Linked DNA regions of Gossypium hirsutum: region 1 is linked to region 2. Evidence: chromatin contacts called from public Hi-C data. All regions are on one chromosome and are shown on one strand. Each heading gives the region's core, a stretch centred on a gene start, on an enhancer-like site or on the middle of the called end of the contact. The rest is flanking DNA. Distances are from core to core; before and after follow the strand shown. Region 1 holds the start of LOC107901009 (thermospermine synthase ACAULIS5). Region 2 has its middle 26 kb from the start of LOC107962826.

Region 1 (4,211 bases), core at 994-3,493, 300 kb before region 2:
GAGGAACTTGTTTAAATTATATAGATAAAAAGCTCTCATGCGATTGTAATCCAAATCTGTGAAACAACCCAAAAGCCAACACATAAATTGTCTTAAAAATTAAAAACCAACTTCTTTCAACAATTGATGACTGATTTCGTTTGAAGCAAAAGTCTTTTTGATGCTATCTTTTAATTGCAACCTTTCCCTTTTTTTCTTTTATTTACAACAAACTTCTCCCCAAGATTAAGGCCTGCAAACCTCAAAGGTGGTTACCCAATCCATGTCCTGGTATAAATCTCGCATTTTCCTCAGTGTAGACATGGGTTTCGTTCAACAGCCTGAAAACAACCAAACCATCTCAATTTGCTTTAAAAATGGCAACAAATTACAATCTAACAAACAGTGGAACTTACGATAGATAAACAGTCTTGTTCATGGTTGCAGAGGAAAGGAATGAAGAGCCATTCAAGTAGAGTAATTCACCATCTACTCTTTCAGCAATCCTCTTGTCAATTTCTTCAGCACCAATGGAGAATGGTTGATCCGAGGCCTATGTTAATGCAAAACAAAGTTAAAACAAAGCGAAAAAGGGATATATATATATATAAGACTTCTACTCCATTCAACTTCACAAATTTGAACATTAATTCTCATACCATAACCCATCCCCATGTATCAGCAAAGGATGGCACATGAGCTGTGTATGCCAACACATCTACATAAGAAAAAAAAAACCATGATTTATTTTTTATTATTCAATCTATTGTATAGAATCTTAAGAGTTGGTTGAGGAACTTACACTTGAAAACCTGCCTGATTGTGTGGTATATAGAGGAAAAGACCTCCTTGTGAGTGAATATTCCAGCTGGGCCAGCCTATAGAATAGAAATTTATCTCTAGTTTTTTATTCTTATGTTTATGACTTACATGTATATATATCCTACACAAGAAGAAAAAGGGGCGGGGGGGGGGGGATACCAACCTGAGTGACAAAAATGCCATTTTCATTGAGTTTGGGCTTAAGAATTTTCTCATAAAATGATTTTGTATAAAGTTGATAGCAAGGCCCCCTTCAACAGGATCTGCTAAATCTCCAACTATGATATCAAATTTCTCAGTCCTCTTCTCCAGTTCAGCCCTTAATATTCATACACAAGTATATAGTAATTAGCTCAAATTCCTTTGAAGCAAATGGACATCAAATAAGCTCAGTATACTTACTTGGCATCATTGATAACAAGGTTAAGCTTTTTGTTGCAAAATGCATCACGGTTCACAGTCAGGTATCTGCGGCAGAAATTGACCACTTCCTGCAGTTGTTAAATTATCAGTGGTGCCCTCCAAACACTAAAAAGAAAAAGTAAATGGAAATATATATTAAAAAAAAGGAGACCAAGAATTTCACCTCATCAATATCACACATTACAACTTCATCAATAAATTTATGCCTGAGTGCTTCCCTTGCTGCAGACCCTTCCCCTCCCCCCATTATAAACACAGTTTTGGGGCTGCAAAATTGGTAAGAACAATATATGTTACTACTTTACAGATAAATGGAAATGGAGTACTCATAGAGACATTGACTAGCCACCAAAAATAATAATAATAAAAAGGACTCACTTCGAGTGGAACAAAAGAGCTGGATGAATTAAGCATTCATGGTAAATAAATTCATCAACTTCGGCACTTTGCATTTTCCCATCAATCACCAATACCTACATATGCAATTATTCAAACAATCGGAGATTAGAAAACTTGAAAAAAGGATGAAACGAAACAATGAATGCCTATAGGTATACCTTGCCAAAACGTTTAGTGTCCAAAAGGGCAATATCTTGATACTCACTAGAACCTTTATACAGTACACTGTTAAGAGAGATACAAAGAGATGAGAGTTGGTTTAAGATACTGAATTATGAGTTAAAGAAAAACCCAAAGTTGTTTGCTTTTATCATGTTTTGAGTAATGTGCATATAATGAAGAAAGATTAGGGTGAAACCTTTTCAAAGCGAAGGACCATTTGAGATCCTCATCAATTTCCTCTTCATACCAAGAATCAAACTGGCGACTCTTATCAACAGGTGGTTGGTTCTTTGTTGTTGCATTACAGATTTTAGAGAAACCATTTGGATAAAAGATCTCAACAGCCTCACCCATTATCGAATAACCTAAAAACAAAAGAGAAAAACTTGAAACAAAACAAGATAAGATAAACAGAAGATTGAGCAAGAGGTGGCAAAGTGTGAGGATGGTAACACCAGGGCTACGTGCTTTTTATAGCACTTTTAACACACTAGAAACCCAAGAATTTTTTATTTTTTTTAAAAGAAAGATATAATCTTGTAGATAATTATGGGTTTTGGCTAACACGGGCAATGATTCTGTCACAGACAGTCCCACGGATTTTCTGTTCCTCACGCCAATTATCATGGTACTACATTGGTTCATGAAAATGGTAACCTCATCAATGGTGACAACCCACCAAAGGTTGTTTCCTAGTGATGTTCTAAGCTGGCATTGGCAGTATAATGAAAATACCAAGAGATATTATTTTTTCTCCTTTTTTGGAGGCCTCCACGGCCATGTGTTGGCATCTAAAGTTAGATTGGGTGAAATTTCCCAGAGATTGACTGTCATTCTAGAATTTTGAAAGGAAAAGCATGCGCATGCATATGATATTATCTACCCCCTATAGGTTTGGCGGATACAATGAAAAAGGATGAAAACCGGGAATATATGTCCGCGTGGGTTATTGTGGGCCCCATATTGTACATGTGGTCTTCCACGATACTGACACGTGGATAAAAGTACATGTGGCACTGTGTTTTTATTTTTTGGTTAGGGAAATGATGGGGTCCACTAAGAAAGGTTTTTCTTTTTGGAAGGGGGTCCACTAAGCGAGTTAAAAAGTAGTGACACTTTGTGTATTTTTGGATTAAATGTTTTCCCTTTTTAGCCAACCTTTTGTCCTTTTCCTCATTCACCAGCACAATACTCAAACCATGAGGGGATTTTTGGGGTCTAATTTTGATTTTAGTCCCTTTTGTTTATGTTGAAATTTACAATTTAATCTCTTTAATTTGATACAGTTTGATTCTTTTATTTTTTTTATGATGTTTGTTAAAACTAAACATCGATAATAACAATATAAAATATCGCAAAACGATAAGAAAGAAAAATAAAACACACAGATTTTACATGGAAATCCTTTCGAGAAAATATCACGAGTAGAGGAGAAAAAAATTCACTAATGTTGAAAATTGAATAATACAGGAAGAGTTCGATTACATCTATTTAAAGGTTGAAAAACCTTATTCTAATCAGTGCCAAATAAAAGAAGTGCAGTTTTATACGGATTCTACTCATGCAACATAGTCCGAGTAATGTTACTGTTATTTTAACAAGATCCCCTAATTTTGCCATTATCTTTTATTTTAACAAGGATTCGGGTCACACAACTCTAACAATGTTATTGTTAGATACATATTTTGATAATTTTATTAATTGTTCCAAATAAAGTAATGGTAGTTTTTCATGAATTTTGTTAATACCATTTACATTGTTATTATCAAAAAGTATTGGACAGAATGATAAAACATATTGTATTTCCAAAGAGTAAATTTAAGTTTAAATGTTAAAATAACATTATTGGGAGAGAGTAGCTACAAGCCCTCGAAAGGTTTAGAAGTCAACTATTAGAGGGTAGTTATCAGTTTGGGTCTACTAATAAATTTATAAAAGTTAAATATGCATCAATCTCTATATTTTAATGAAGTTTGAAATTTAGTCCATATATTTAAAAAATAAAAAATTTAAATCATCTTTTTTGTTCTATTTAGAAACCACAAATCAATATTATTAAATTTTTAGTCAAAATTTACTATCAATACACCCACGCAATCAAATTAACTTCATACACAAACCGTTATGAATTCAATAAACATACATTACAACAAGTAAAATCTGATGACCAAATATTATCGATGTCATTTATTTGACTAGAATTTTTGAACAAAAAAGGTAAAAAATAAAATAAAATTTACCTTTCTAAGTATAGAACTAATCTCAGATTTTACTAAAGTATAGAGAATAACATATGTTGACCCATTATAAAAGTAAAGAGAGCCTAAATTTCAATATAGTAGAGGGGCTAAACTAGAATTAGACCTTTTTCTGTGAGTGTGGGATTATGGCTAAGTGGGAGTGCCATATCCAACTGACTAAAGCCT
Region 2 (3,772 bases), core at 49-2,548:
ATCACAACTAGTAAATTCCTATATATCTAATACATAAATAGGAAAGGGGTTTTAAGGAGATGAAATGTGAAGAGTTAAGGAATATGAAAGGTGAAAAGTTGATTATAGTGAACATCCACTTAATAGCATTCATAATAAAAACAAGATTTTTTAACTTTAAATTTAATTAATGAATTGGCATTGATTCAAAGCCATTTTTGTTTTCAATAATTTTAAAATATTATCTCTTACCCTAGTTCAAATCCATATAAATCTAGGAAAATTTTATTTATCATATTTCTATAATGGAAAACATGTGCAAAATGTAATTTTATATTTCCATTATTGAAAACAAATTTTTTTCTATTATAAAATGTATTTTCAAATTTTTTAAAAAAAAACATAAAATGAAAACCATTTTTTAAAACATTAAAATAAAAAGTTCATTTTTTTTCTTTTTATTTTAAAAATAATATTTATTTTCTATTTTAAAAATTAAAAACATATTTTGTAAATAAAAAATTTGTTTTCAATAATGAAAACTTGTTTGGTGCTTATTTTCCTATAATAGAAATTGAGAAATAAAATGAAATAATCCCACAGTTATATGAATTTGAGCCAAGGTAACAAGTTTGATATTTAATACTATTGAAATTTTTTTTAATGTTTATATAGGTTTAAAAACTAGACTCAATTCATTTAAACTTTTCAGTTTTACATAAAATAAAGATTAAAAGTATCAAATAGTTTCATTTTTCATTTCCCAAAATTTATTTTTAAAATTTTCAAACAAATAAAATTTTCAATGTTTCCTATTTTTCAAGAAAAAAAAACAAAACAACTGTTATTTACTAAAATCAAACGGAACTAAAAGTTTCACTAAAATTTTCAAAGGTGAAGCCAGCAAGTTTAAACAGAATTCACTCCAATATATTTACTAAAATATCTCTCTTTTAATGTTACTATTTTACATATTTTTAACTTTTAATCTCTTAATTTTAAAAGAATTTCTACATATATTTTACTTTTATAAATACATTTTTTATATATTTGATTAGAAAATCTTAAATTTAGAAAATATTATAACAATATAAATAAAACATTAAGAAACATTTTAACCATGTAAGGGTTGGATGAACAAGGACAAGTTAGAGTTGAAAGCTAATGTATTCAACGGATTCAAGTATATTTAAATGAAATGAAATTCGAGCTGATGAATCCAATCGAATTGGATCATGATGAGGTCTACATGAGTTAGTTCAGAAGCAGAAGACTTGAGAGGCCTGGAAGAAACTGTTTGTATAAGGGGTTAAGCCCATTGGCTTAGGCCCACATTAAGGGCTAGGCCCAATTTTCTAAATTCTTTAAATCTCCACCTCTAAATACCATACTAACAAAAATGCTTTGCTTTAATACAAGGTTTTGGACTTTGAATTTTATGTTATGTTTGAATTTATTTTAATTAATTAATTAGAGTTGAGTTAATTATTTAATCTAAGTTTTTATAATAATTAATTTATTGAAATTATTATAACTTAAATTTTTTTTCTTTTTTAACGCTCCTTGAAAATGAAATTTTAATTTAATATGAATTCTAATTTGAAACAAATATATAGATGAAATTTTAATTTTTTGTTTGAGCAAATTAATTAGCTGTAATTTTGAGAACAAAAAATTAATGACAACCTAAACCATCAATATAGTTGCTTATGCATCAGTTTTTGCTATATCATTTGGTGTACATTGTTTTAATGGAAAATCGAAACAATCAATTCTCTTTTTCCACAGCAGTAAAAATTTTAATTTGTATCGACTTTATCAATTTATTCTATCTAATTATGATCACATCCATCGAAACATTATGCATCAAATGATATATGAATAATATAAAAAATAATATAAAAATATATTTATCATTTATACTAATAATAATAAAAGCTTTAATTTTAACCATTAAAGTTTACTGACTTTAACTTTTAAACAACATAAAAATAAGTAAACAACTTGTATATAGGGAAAAAGAAAAGAAATGAAATGAAAATTTTCTCAAAGCTTCACTTCAACTTTATATTTAGTATAGGATGATTTTATTGTGAAAAATTTTATTGTTTAATGCTTTTTTTTGAATTGTTAAATGATTGATTTTTATTTGTGAAATTTAGTAATGAATATTTTATTTTCATTTATTTGAAATCTATAAATATATATTTTAAAAATGTTAATAAATCTGAAACGATACATCACAACATACTTATATCTATTTATATCAATTCCAATTCTAATAGAAAAAATAAATGTGCCATATATTGGCTATCTTGATAACATCTTATTTTACATATTTGGAACGGGATTGTCAATCGTTCAGATAGATTAAGAGTAGTCTTATAATTCAATTGATATTATTGTTGTTACAACAATGTAAAAGATGTAGGTTTCAATACACGTGTAATATACTCCAATTTAAAATTTTAGAATTTGTGGAGGTTATATGTAATTTAGGAGTCATAAGAAAAAAGTCAAGCATTGTCAACTGTCGGATCTTTTCCAAGTCTTTCTTTATCATTGATTGGAATTATTGGGACCCACATGTTTCCTAATCAGTAAGCAACTGTTAATTTATAATAATTCAGCTTAATTATCAAAATTGTTTAGACACGTTAATAAAAAACATTTTAAAATTTAAAAATAAAAAAAATAGAAAAAAGGTTTTTTTACGCATGTAATACATAATTAATATTTAAATACCTAAATGATATGCCAATCATTATTTATCAAAATGGTATGTTTTGAACAGTGTTGGGGGTGGAGGGAGATAGGGTGGTGGCACCACCAATTTTTTCTATTGCAAACATGGAAGCATCATTAGCATATGATTTGTGTTTTAAAAAATATGTTTAAATGGTGGAGGGAGTAGGATAGACGACACCTGCATTTTGTGTCCATACACGGGTGAAACTGGGGTAAAAATTCGAGTTACATGGGTGAGGGTGTTTTAAAGGCGGAACCTAGTGGAGGGTCCCTGATAGGTGGCACCTAGTGGAGAAGCCTTATTTAAGCAGTGTTTTCTTGAACAGTTTTGAAGATAAGAAAAGAAGAGGAAAAAAATTGTTGTAGTAAAAGAGAAATTATTGAAGAATTTGTAAGGTTAGTATATACCAATTTTATTTTTTTACAATATATTTTTTAGAAATAAAATATTGAGAAATTTAATTATTTTTATAGATTTAGTATTGAAGATGGATAATCAATTTTCCGTATGTGTTTAGTTCAATGAAGTAATTTTGACAACAATAGTTGGATGTATATTTGAATGTCGCCAACAAATTGCAATGAGATTTAATAGAAATATCTCAGTTGATGATATGAAAGAAATGATCAACGCAAAAATTGTTAGACGTTGGAGGAGGATTTCGAAACTATTCTAAAAATTTCCAATTTCAACAGATTGCATCAAATTCACCAGATGGAACTTGTAAACGATGAAGACGTAGAGACAATGGTCGCACTTTATTGCTCGAATCGAAATGGCCAAACTGAACCGATTCAGTTGTTTGCTGAGTTAGTTGATGTGGAGCCAACTGAAGATTTCTCTCTATTAAGTGAAGAACATAGAGTTCAATATTCATGTACGGTGGTTCCAAGAGCACATGTTGATAGGCGATCGACTATATGCGAGATCGGCATCAATCTTAATGCTCCACCTTTGTCTGAGAACCTTATCCTGGTCCCTATTTACAAATACATTCGGTGGTGATTGAGACCGATGCGAATAGTGATGATAGATATGATAATA

Evidence for each region. A called contact is a pair of places that touch in the nucleus more often than the background predicts.
Region 1: a Hi-C map of leaf shows a contact between it and region 2, with 4 times the contacts expected there. The contact joins the promoter of LOC107901009 here to the enhancer-like site in region 2. A contact is called at or near these places in 4 of 34 Hi-C or Micro-C datasets (hypocotyl and leaf).

Annotation. Positions count from the first base shown.
Region 1 is chrD06:17,704,046-17,708,256 of Gossypium_hirsutum_v2.1, reverse strand. LOC107901009 (thermospermine synthase ACAULIS5) reads right to left here and starts at 2,243. Exons shown (of 11, transcript XM_016826827.2): 1 at 1,982-2,243; 2 at 1,782-1,848; 3 at 1,603-1,697; 4 at 1,388-1,490; 5 at 1,204-1,292; 6 at 1,056-1,120; 7 at 965-1,053; 8 at 782-857; 9 at 639-697; 10 at 396-532; 11 at 1-320. The coding sequence starts at 2,139. The coding sequence ends at 242.
Region 2 is chrD06:17,401,912-17,405,683 of Gossypium_hirsutum_v2.1, reverse strand. No RefSeq gene overlaps it. Among protein-coding and RNA genes, the nearest start is that of LOC107962826, 26 kb to the left of the region's middle. Within about 2 kb of position 1,298, at least 1 of the 9 cell types and tissues checked has an H3K27ac peak or open chromatin away from gene starts, as enhancers often do. A contact at or near this core is called in leaf, where this site is marked.